2 separate regions of the Arachis hypogaea genome follow, and region 1 is linked to region 2. Evidence: chromatin contacts called from public Hi-C data. All regions are on one chromosome and are shown on one strand. The core of a region is the stretch at or near the end of the contact, and the rest is flanking DNA. Distances in the headings are between cores, read along the strand shown.

Region 1 (6,097 bases), core at 615-3,114, 100 kb before region 2:
TATGTGGCTTGCATCTCAGCATTATGGGACCCAATAAGCTTTTTACCTAGCTCCATAAATTTCAAGTTCAATACATTTAAAAGGACTCATCAAACTCTTCCCTTTATTCTTTTCCTCTTTTTGATATTCACCAAGTATAAATACTAATTAATGATTTACAAATGATGTTAATCATAAAATCTCTTCAAATTTTTGCAACTATGATTTGCACTGTTTCAATTAGCTAGACCTGGGTCAAAATGCAATGGTTTAATTATTAAATATTTTGATGACACATTTTTTCACTTTACACTAATAAATGACAGTTGTGGTTACATGAATCTGAGTTTAATTAGTTTGTCCAGATATGTATAGAGATAGAGGTCTTTTATCAAATTTAAATGGAAATTCAAATCAAAGTTTTTAATCAACCACCAAACCAATAAGATCAATTGAAGGGTCAATTTCAACTTTCAACAATGCAAACCCAACCTACTTAGTTAAAAATACTACTAATAAATGTTTAAGAGGAGTCGTTAACTCATCTAATAATAATATATAGAATTAATTTAAGTAATTAACAAAGGTGCTGTCAACTCCTGTCAACTCCTATTATTAAATAGCCAGTTAGGATTGTTACTCATTTGTTTTGTCTTAAATCCAGATACTTATGAATAAGTATAGGAACTAATTAATTGTTAAATAGCTAACAGTAGTAAAAATAATTTGTTAGTATAAAACTGCTTTTTAACCTTCACTTTTTGGACAATCTAGGAATTAGAATTAGCATTTAAGATTTAAAATTTAGAATTTTAAATTCAAAATTTAAGATTTAATGTTTAAATTTAAAATAAAAGATAATTTTAAAAAAATTAATTAATATTAACTAAAAAATATTTGATTCCCTAATTGAACTCATTTCTTATTTCGCTACCTTGTCCAATGCATTCAGAGTAATATTTGGCTTGTAAAAGATCAATTAAGATTTTACTTCATATATTATGATTTAATTTATATGAAGAACTAATAATTTGATGCAGAACATGGAATATAAATTCAGTAGGCGAGGGAGAAACAATAATACAAATATAATAATTGGAAAAATCATCCTATTACAAATAAAATATTTTAAGCATTAAGATAACGAAGAAATTGAGGATGATGTAAAATATATAATACAAGCGAATTAGTTAAAGTGGTAGAAGGAATTTGGTATTATATGTGGTAAAAAAATATCTTAAAAATAAAAATTATTATATTTCTATTAGATCAGTTATGTTATATAGAACAGAGTATTGAACAGCAAAAAATAAACATAAACATAAGTTAAATATGATTAAGATGAGAATGTTGAGATAGATAAGCGACCACATGCAGACAAAATAAAAAATAAAGATATAAAAGAAAAAATAAAATAATGCCATATTATAAAAAAAATAATAAAATTTTCTCTCAATTTTTTTTATTCAGATAAATTAGACAACATCTAATACTACACATTAGATCACAAACTCCCACATCCACCCACCCATATGCACAACTATATGGGTTTTTATATTCCACACTACATAAGTTTTTTTTTTTTTTCTTCGGTAGAATGAACAACCTCAATCTTAGATACCCCAATGCACACTACATAAGTTAAACTCATGTTCCCAAGTGATCTTGCATAAAAGCCAACGAATCTACTATTTGCGCCAAGTCTCCTGTGGAGAGTTGTTGTTGAAGAATTAATTGTCTGTTTTCTTGTTGGTGAAATCAATCCAAGTTTTGTCACGCTCCATTTTTGGGCAGCCCATTTATCTACTATTGGGCCCAACTACTGAAGACTAGTCTGGGCACGAGGAGAAAATAATACCCCATTCGGGTCCCGAGCACAAAGCTATTACACTATTGACCCCAAAAAAAAAATAAAAAGGCTATGACACTGATGTTCCCCAATAGAAAAGACATTACCCTTTGCAGATCTTTTTCAAAAGCTTTATATACTTTTATTTTCAATATAATTACAATGCTCTGAATTATTATAGCTTGTTGCTGAATTCCTAAGCAAATGGAACCTAAGCATCAATCAAGTAAATGACACAAAAGCTTTTTTTTTTTTTTTTTATGAGGTAAATGACGCAAAGCTAAGCATAATGGCTTCTCATCAAAATTGGGCATCAATTGAAACATAGAAGATACATGAATTGCATAATAAGGCAAAGCAAAAAGCAAAATGATTTTGTAATTTCATTCGGGTCACTAACGAGTAATGAAGAGTAATCCCAAATAAAAATTAAAAAAAAAAAATTAAAAACCCCCTAAACCCAAACCTTACAAGAAACTGCAAAACCTTCCCACACCCCATCCTCAATTACAAAATAGGGGGAAAATAATAGGTAAAAAGAAAGGAAGATAATAGAAAAGAAAATTGACATAAGTGAGGTAAGGAAAGGAGATTGCATAATCCCTTTTGTTAACAACTACACATGCAATGGCAAAAACAACATCAAGGCTCAAAACACTTGATTGATGAACCCCCCCAGGTAAAATCCGCTATGTTCATCGTCCCTGTAGAAAAGATTTGACCATATCGAAACCGGTTAATCAGCGTGAATATGAGACATCATTATGCTCCTCATCTATCAATCAGCCTTCAGATCTTCTGTTTAAGAGTGACATCAAGTATCCCAATAGAGACTTTAGGTTTGTAATGTTCATCTGTATCCACTTCTTCAATTTCCTGGCACAGGGTAATGTAACATTGAATATGAAGCTTAATAATGAAATCTATGGTTGATTTTGCACAGGTTGCCGGCATTAAATCATTATTTCTCAGAAATAAGAAAGATTATAAGTGAAATAACTAATATTGAAATTGCTTTGATGGAATTTCATTCCAAAACACAAAATCAAGTCAGAATATTAACTTATCTATACAGATGGTGAAATGAAATTTTAACAAATATCTGCAGTGAACAACACAATTTGAAGTTTATTATTTGTTTAAATTTGGCGATAAAAAGGGTAATCGTTAACTTCTCATATATGATAATGTGTAGAAAACCTTAACTAAATGGGAAAAGATAATGATCAACAAAAAGGACATAGACATAACAATGAGAAGCAAATTTCAGTCACCTGAACAACATCCTCTCCCTTGACGACTCGCCCAAACACAATAAGCTTCTCATTCAGATCTGGTATCGGTGCAGTCGTAATGAAAAGATCAAATCCTTTGTTGGTGTGCTTGCCCTTGGAAGTTCCAAGCATGAATGCTTCATGTTTCACACTACATAATTATTATAATATCTATTAATTAGAAAAACTATGCCATTGGTTATCGAAAACTTTAAATAGCTAAAGCAAAATGCCAAAAGAATTAGAAAAACCTTGTGGGTTGCTTTCCCCTCAAGTTCCAATCTTCAGTAGCTCCTGCTCCTTGGTTATCCCCAGCCTGAATCACATAGTGCTTAATTACTCGGTGAAACAGCATCCCTTTGAAATGCCCCTTTTGACTGCAAAGTAGCATATAAAGTATTAATCCTTGTTGGAAGCAAAAACAAGGTCCACTTAAGGAAAATTTGCCCAGTTCATGCTTTGCATAGATCTGTTTAGACTTCCATTGATAAATAATAAGCAGTGTTATTTCCACAGAAACTAATGTTTTTAAACAAGGTGACAAATGCTGTAATCCACTTACGACTGAAAATTAATAACAAGAACAATTGAGCCTTGTTCAACTACTAGATGGGATTGGCTACACAATCCCATAAACACCGTAACACCATATCATAAATCACGTTTACAGTCAAACCATTAAAATCTAAATCTTTTTTAAATGATTTTACTTATAGCCTTTTTCCTATTTATCTTCTACCTCTAACTGTTAAGGTATCGTCTCTCAATTTCTGATATACTCTTAATTGGGTACTCATGCCCAAACCACTATAAGGTGAGATTATACTATAGATATTAGATGCTATACCAATTTTCTTCACTCCACCAAGGGGAATGACAGGAAAAGAAAAGTTTGCAAAAGTCAAACCCCAAACCATTCAACAGCCTTCAAATTATGAATTTCGTAGGAAAAACAAGTACTCACCATAAGTCAATGAATTCATCAACAGCCTCAGGAGAATTATCCTTGTTCAGTTCTACTATTATTGAGCCTTTAGAGGTATCTAAAACCTATAATCACAAAGAAAACGGAGGCCAAGTTATGAGATAACAGTTTCATATGGGAATTTCAATTAACTAAAAAATAGTTCCAAAAAAAAAAAAACAAATAAAAGGAATTACTGCAGCTAGGTGAACAAAACTTACAGCATATCCAGGTATCTCGGATTTCTTCGAGTCTGCATACGAAGTTTCATGCTGCCAACAGGTAGTTTAAATTAGAAACAATGATTCTATCCATAAAAGCAAAAGGTATTAACATTCTCAATGGGAAAACCCAAATACAATAATGTATGCATTCAAATGAAATGAACATACAGTTGGCAAGATTATCAGGTAACAAGCAAATATAAAAGGAATGAAATTCTGAAAACGCCTCCCAATGATGCATTTAAGGATGTACCTCTGAAACTGCCAATTGATTCTGTGATCGAAATCTTGACCTGAATGACAGTAATATTGAATTGTTAGGTAAAAGATGATGCTCATCGTCCCTGAGAAATGACTTATCTAAAATCTTATTACCAAAGCTTATTCCATTTAAACTCGTCTTCTTAAGAAAGAAAATCACTTCAAAATGATTGATGGAAAGTGGAAAGCACCTATTAAACTTCAAAACTGCCTAAGACAGACAGCATAGACTAGAGTGACATCAGAATTAAGCTAAAGGTTCAATCACCAAAAGATATGTAGAGGGTTCAATCACGACATTGGTGAAATGAATCCTCTAGCAACAAAGTAAGATTTTCAGACATCCCACTATCTCATAACAGAAGCATTTAAACATCATCAGTCACAAGACTGATGCAAAACTAGATCTCAACTTCGCTATGTATCAACTTTTAACAAATACATATGACATAGCAGTCCCCACACCACCCTATGAACCTGTCTTCAGAGATAGAAACAGAAATTCTTCTACTAACCTGTTAGACCAATATCTATACGTAGCGAAGAGGAAAAACCCAATCAAGGCAAGAATCAACATGTAAAACACAATAGTGGTGGCACTTATGCGAGAAGGCCCCTTCTTCCTTTTGCTTTGTTGCAGAAGAGCCTGAGGCTTGATCCTTGCCATTTTTAACTTACTCTTCAGTTTTCCAAAGGTGCCTTGAATTTCCAGTTAAGACAATAAAATTAAGGATCAGAAACACAAAATCCAATCAAAATAAATCGAAAACCAGGATGAATATGATTACAACAACAAAGAATCGAAGTCAACTCATTCAACATCTACAGTTAACTTGAACAACAGAACTAAACAGCAATCAAACCAAACTCCATGACTTAAAGTTTGAATATTTTCAACATCTATGAAGTCCTCGAGGTTTAACCTCTTTGCATAACAATAATTTTCCTCTAAATCGAATAGAGATTAAGATCCAACATGCTAATAGACTAACGCAGAGACAGTTGCAACCACTATGATTTGAGCAAAATAAATAAATAAATTATTGAAAAAAGGGAGAAAATACAAAGAAAATAAGCATGAACCTGTTAATTATTAGACCCTAAATATGCCATATCATGGATTTTGGAAAATTACAAGCTTAATTACGAAAAAAAAAATAAGAAATGAAGTAAAATAAATAAAAAAGGAGGAACCTGAGAGAGTGAGGAATAGGGTCAGGCACTGAGGGGATCGAAGAGAAGGAAGGAAAGAAACGACGTCGGATTGAACGTGAGTCTCTGTGTGTGAGTTGGTTGTGCTTCGAATCAAAGATGAAAACGCGAACGGGAGAGAGGAAAACTTTGCTAAGAGACTTGGAAGATTTTCCAGCGTTGTCGTGTTCTTTTTTTATTTTTTTTTTAAATTTATTATATATTACTATTTTTACAACCATAACGTGTTATATATCTTTCTCATTATAATTGAAATCAAATTTTTTTAATATTAAAAAATTCTCTCTACTTCTCTTTTATTTTTTCTATTTCTCTCATTTATTCACTCACTTTA
Region 2 (6,081 bases), core at 412-2,911:
TTATATTTATTTTATTTTAAAATTTTATTTTTTTATTAAAATAGGGGTAGTTTAGGAATTAAATTAAAAATTTTATTAAAAATGACGATTTTAATACGAAAAAAAACGTTAAGGACGATTTTAAATCCAAAATTAGAAGAGAGACGAAATCGATTCTGGCGCTAAACTTTATGGACCAAAATCGTACTTACCCCTCATTAATTAACTTAAACTTAAAGTATTTATAAAAATCAATTTAATCATTCCTAATAAATTAATCTCTTAGAGCTCAATTTAATAAAATAAATCATAATTTATTCATGAGGAAGTATAGGGAGCCAATGGAATATCTGTACAATGTGTACAATGGAGGTTTAAGAATGTCCGATTTAGTATTAGAGATATAACCATTAGTGTTACCTTTTCCTATCAGCTTAAACTTTTGAGATGATTGGTTTCATGACATGGTATCAGAGCTCTAGATCCGAAAGGTCAAGAGTTCGAAATGTCAAGAGTTCGATCCTGAATAGAATGGGTGGTGTTCATTTTTTAACTCATAGCCCATTGTACATATTGTACAAATATTTCATGGATTCCCTAACGGGGTTCTTTATTCATAATAGAAATTACTTAAAATATGTAAAATATTTTAATTTTTGAAACAAAATAAAATTATTCTAAAAAAAATACTCTCTAGGTGTTTAACATTTTGAAATAATTTTTTTGTTACAAAATATACTTATATTTTGTGACAAACAAATAACTTGTTATAAACAATGCTGAATTTTGTGACAAATTAATTTTTTCTTACAAAATAATTGAAATTTTTGAAATAAAAAGATATTTTGTTACAAAATATTTCAAATTTTTGTAACTATTTTATTCTTTGTTACAAAACATTATAATATTTTGTAACAAAATAACAGTTCGTTACAAAAACTAATATAATTTGTAATAAAAAAAATTATGTTGTTACAAAATATTAATATGTTTTGTAACAACTTTTAATGTTGTTACAAAATATTATTCTTTTATAACAATCACCAATTATTATTACAAAAAATCATTTTTTCGTAATAATTTTAAATTTGATACAAAATTTTTGTTACAAATGTTTCATTTTCTTGTAGTAATAACAAGAGAGAGGACACGTAGAGCGCGATAATTTTGAGTTTATTGGACTCAAAAGTATGGTGATGCATTTTTTTTAAATAAAAAAATTTTTATTCTATGTTATCTTTTCTAAGAAATTTACCAAATAATTTGGACTTTGCTTAGAGGGACAAGTGATCTCACGCCACTTTATTTTATTTTTTTTTATGAAAGATATGAGATTCGAACTGTAACTTTTTAATTGAGTATGGAAAAATTATGCTATTTAAACTATTACTCATTGGCCACTTGAAATTACATAGTTACAGTAATTACATAATTACAGTAATTACCTGTAATTCATTAATGCATTAATTAGCTAGGTGCATGCATGCCAGAAACGTGTGCACTGTGCACTGTATACTCCATCTTGTCATATTACTTTATCAAGAAGAATTCATTTTTTATTCTTGACACTCTCACATTAAGCGGTGTCGTTTGTTTTTTTTGGGTTAAGATGGATTAAGGAAGCTTCCAGATACACCACCCAATATGACCAGGTTTGTCAAGAAGGCCCCAAAATAAACATAAGTGGAAAAGTATATCCTTCTCCGTTGAATTGGATCCACATTCACTAACTCAGGTCGGTGAACAACTTAACCATAGTTACCTACTACATATGCCACGTGCCCTAATCGAACGGTCACAGCCTACTATATATACCTCTCGTTCCCAATTTTAAACCCTAACTAGTGTAAATCCAATTAGTACCTTGTGATCATCTTCTAGTGCTTTCTGTGAAAATGGCAAATCCTAGGGTGTTCTTTGACATGACCATCGGAGGCCAGCCAGCTGGCCGCATCATCATGGAGCTCTTCGCCGACACAACGCCGAGGACCGCCGAGAACTTCCGTGCACTATGTACCGGTGAGAAGGGAGTTGGCCGCAGCGGGAAGCCCCTCCACTACAAGGGCTCCTCCTTCCACCGTGTCATCCCCAACTTCATGTGCCAGGGTGGTGACTTCACCGCAGGAAACGGCACCGGCGGCGAATCAATTTATGGCAGCAAGTTCGCTGACGAGAATTTCATCAAGAAGCACACCGGACCGGGTATCCTGTCGATGGCGAATGCGGGTCAGAACACTAACGGATCTCAGTTCTTCATTTGCACCGCGAAGACAGAGTGGTTGGATGGGAAGCATGTTGTGTTCGGGCAGGTTGTCGAGGGCCTGGATGTCGTGAGGGAGATCGAGAAGGTTGGGTCCAGCTCTGGCAGGACGTCGAAGCCAGTGGTCGTCGCTGACTGCGGTCAACTGTCTTAGACGGTGTTGACCAAAGCGTTTAGTGGTGGCTCTGATACCTTAATGTACACCTGCTCGTGTTGTTGCCTTTTATGGAGTTATCGTTGTTTGTTTTTCGTCTAGTTTTAGTAACAGTGTTAAGTTGAATAGTAGAAATATTATGAGATGAGCTACTATAGAAGAATAAAATTGTGGGCAGGTGGTAATGACAACTAAGACATATTTACATATATATGCATGGTGTATCTATAATTTTTAGTTATGCACTTTGTGTGGGGTTTTTTCTTTTCTGATATTTGGGTGTTTGCTTTGTCTTTTGGTTTATGATTTTGCATACTGAGATACTATAGTTTGTTCATTCTGCATTTTGCATTTTGGTTAGATTTTTTTGCTATTTTTTGCTAACACGTTTTTTTTGAAAGAGAGAAGCTCAATACAACAAGTGGAGCAAATCAACATAAAGAACCAGTGAATATCATAAAGCAATCTAGGTAACTCCTAACAACACTCATGCTAACACTGCTATTGGAATTCTTTGTCCAATCTAACAACTGCTTAGCTATCTCTATATTTCTTTAGAGCTATATATATATATATATAATTTGCAGTTGATCTCATTGAAGGAGAAGAGTGATAATAACATCGCATAAAAAATTCAAAAGTTGTAGAAAAAGAATTGGAACCTAAGCTTGGAAGACAATCTCATGGAAAAATAAATTTTCTAAGATTAAAAGTCCAAAATTTTAAGATGCAATGCAAAGCTCACAATGAGTTGGGGCAATGGAGCATATAGGAAGAGCTTGCAAGTTCAAGGTGTGGTTATTGGACAAAGAGATGCTAATAGCATGAGCGAGCAAGTATAGGGTGAGAATTGCATTGTGAATATAGGTGTTGTTTCACGTAGTGTATATGAACCAAACTAAGCAATCTTTGTGAAGCATTCCGTACTCTTCAGATTAGTTGGGTCAATAAATAAAGTAAACTTTCTAAAAAAGAACTTACTCTAAATCTTACCTTCTAAACCTCCAAGATCCTAGACTCTAATAAGATGCACTTAAAAAAAATGGCAGATTATTATCCACTTTTCAGGGCGCATGCTAATTTTTTATAGGGTGATGATATTGTTATTTTTATTTTTCATGATAGTATTTTACATATGATTATTTTTATTGTATATTTACATAAATTTATTAAAAAATAACTGATATTAAAATAGAATGATAATTTCTAAGTTATTTTTCTATATTACATATAAACAATGAAATTTACTATCCATCATTAGGGATACATGGTTAAAACGGTAGTCAAATTGGTTTTTCAAATTTTCACTCAATCAAATTAGTTTTAAAAGTTTCCAAGATCAATTGTATTCGTTTTCTTCAATTTTCCACTCAAACTTCCGTTATTTTCACACGGGTATATTGAACTCTATAAAATTGAAATTAATTTTAAAATTTTACAAGATCAATTGAATTTGATCTCTTTAATTTTTCTTTTAAATTTCTTTATTTTCATTAGGAGTGTATTATTGAATTTATGTGGTTTTAAATCCTACAAAATTGAGTTCAACTTTTCGAAAAAAATATATAAAACTCTTACACTTAAATAAAATGAAAATTTAAATAAAAGAAAAAAAATAAATATAAAAAGAGGAAAAATAGGTTGTGAGTGATTTGATTGTGAAAAAATGGGAATAAGAGTAGTGATTTGATTGTAAATTATAAAAATGTTTAGTAGAAGTTTAATATTAATACAATCTAAAAGAAATTTCTTAGGAGTAAGTAAAAATAACAAAATTTAAATAAACGATTCTGTAGAGATAAATTTAATTTATCAAAAATTTAATAGATTGATTTAATCAACGCATTAAATTTGAGGGGATTATTTTAATAATTACATACCTATCAGTGCAAATTTTCAATTTATCACATTACATAATACATATGCCATGTGGAAAATTTTTAATTATGTACCGTTTTATCTTGATTTCTCCTGGTTAGATTTACCTCAAATTGTTTATTTTGAAAAAAGTTATTATTTTAACAATCTCCTTATGGAGAGAAATGTTCTGTGTCTTCAAAATTTTAAGCAGGTTCATGTTTGATACTTGGGATTGGATTTCAATAATTTAAGAATAATTTAGTTCAAGACATTACAATAAAAATTATTTTTAGTAACAAATTTTTAACGATAATAATAAAATAATTACTATTGTTTTTTTTTTTTTATTAAAGATAGGAGACTCGAACCCGCAACCTTTTAATTGAGTATGGGGAGACTATGTCATTTGAGCTATAACTTATTGGCAAAATTTAGAAAAATAGGAGACTCGAACCTACAACCTCTTAATTGATAATGGGGAGTTTATGCGCAACCTCTTAATTGATAATGGGGAGTCTATGCGATTTGAGCTATTACTCATTGGCAAAAATTTAAAAAGATATGTGACTCGAACCTGCGACCTCTTAATTGAGTATGAGAACATAAATAATATATTATCGATGACAAATATGTTAATTGGGTTAATAACTTAAGTGAATTTGATGAAGTATTTTAGTGTGCAGGCCCAATTTGCTTTTGTTGTAAGTTTTGTAACCCAAATCATGAAAATCCAAAGCAGCTGAATGGAGATAAAAATAAACCAAGTCTAATGCCAATCAAGATTCAGTGAAGCAACCCTAAAGCTTTGTTCTCTTTGGATGTTGGTTGGAAGTAGAGAGTAAGTTTCAGTTTGTGTTCAAACACTAGAAAAAAAAAGGAAAAAGAAAGTTAATAAAAAAAATAATGTCTAATCAAGGTAATCAAAAGCATGTTAAAAAGATCAGAGGTTAAAAGTAATTTATTTTTATTTGTATGCAAGTTAATTGCTTCACATCTTCTTTTCCTCTTTGTACCACTATTTTAAAAAAAATGAAAAAAATGGTGGCTGAATATTTCTACTGTGAATCAATGGTTGAAAGTGTTTTTTTGAGCCAAAACACAAATTTAAGGATTTAATTTTAGGATTATCACTGAACAAGAAAAGTTTCTGCGGCTCCTCCCTCTTCGGTAAAACCAAATTAGATTTCAAATTTCTAATTTTGGGTTGATTGAAGAAAGACAAGAGAATAGTTCTGCAAGCCCAAAGATTGCTAAGTTAACTTGGTGAAAAAAATCCTAGTCGTGGCTCAAAAAAGGTATATAAAGGAAATTGATTCTCATTATTAAAGTAAGGAGAGAGAATCAGAATCTGAATTTCATACCGGGAGAGAGTTTAATGTTTTGGACAGTGTTTCTATTTCAAGAGAAACATTTCGCCAAAATAGAGAGCTTTATCAGAGAGAGCTAAATCCAGTTCAACTTATAGGCTTATAGCATAAATGCTGTGAATCATCATCTCCTTCTTATTTTACTGTATATTTTTTTTTTGTATTATTTCTGAGATAAAAAGCAAGAAAGAGAGACATTGAGAAAAAGTTATAGAGTGAAAAGGCTAAGAAAAACACTTAAAAAGAAAAATCAAGAGTAATTTTAAATTTTTTTTGTTGTATTTTCTGTTTTGTGTTATGTACCTGAGAAGTATCTCTTGCTAAGTTGAATAAGCACTTGAGTCTAGATAGTTATATAGTCAATTGAAGTTTATATTAAAGCTTGTGTAGCTATATAGGATTTAGTTGAGTTCTAGAGAATTGGTGTATGTAATACTTGAATTGATAGTAAAAATTTCAAC

What was found. Hi-C and Micro-C count contacts between places; a contact is called where the count stands out from the background.
Region 1: a contact with region 2 is called in a Hi-C map of leaf, with 2.5 times the contacts expected there. The contact joins the enhancer-like site here to the promoter of LOC112775695 in region 2. A contact is called at or near these places in 3 of 8 Hi-C or Micro-C datasets (leaf and an unstated tissue).

What each region holds. Positions count from the first base shown.
Region 1 is chr19:143,717,833-143,723,929 of arahy.Tifrunner.gnm2.J5K5, reverse strand. It overlaps LOC112776437 (peptidyl-prolyl cis-trans isomerase CYP21-4), which reads right to left and starts at 5,967. Exons shown (of 8, transcript XM_025820599.3): 1 at 5,746-5,967; 2 at 5,067-5,250; 3 at 4,544-4,583; 4 at 4,288-4,338; 5 at 4,067-4,152; 6 at 3,354-3,479; 7 at 3,103-3,253; 8 at 2,189-2,704. The coding sequence starts at 5,218. The coding sequence ends at 2,618. Within about 2 kb of position 1,864, at least 3 of the 3 cell types and tissues checked have open chromatin away from gene starts, as enhancers often do.
Region 2 is chr19:143,614,402-143,620,482 of arahy.Tifrunner.gnm2.J5K5, reverse strand. LOC112775695 (peptidyl-prolyl cis-trans isomerase) reads left to right here and starts at 1,661. Exons shown (of 1, transcript XM_025819515.3): 1 at 1,661-2,665. The coding sequence starts at 1,875. The coding sequence ends at 2,393.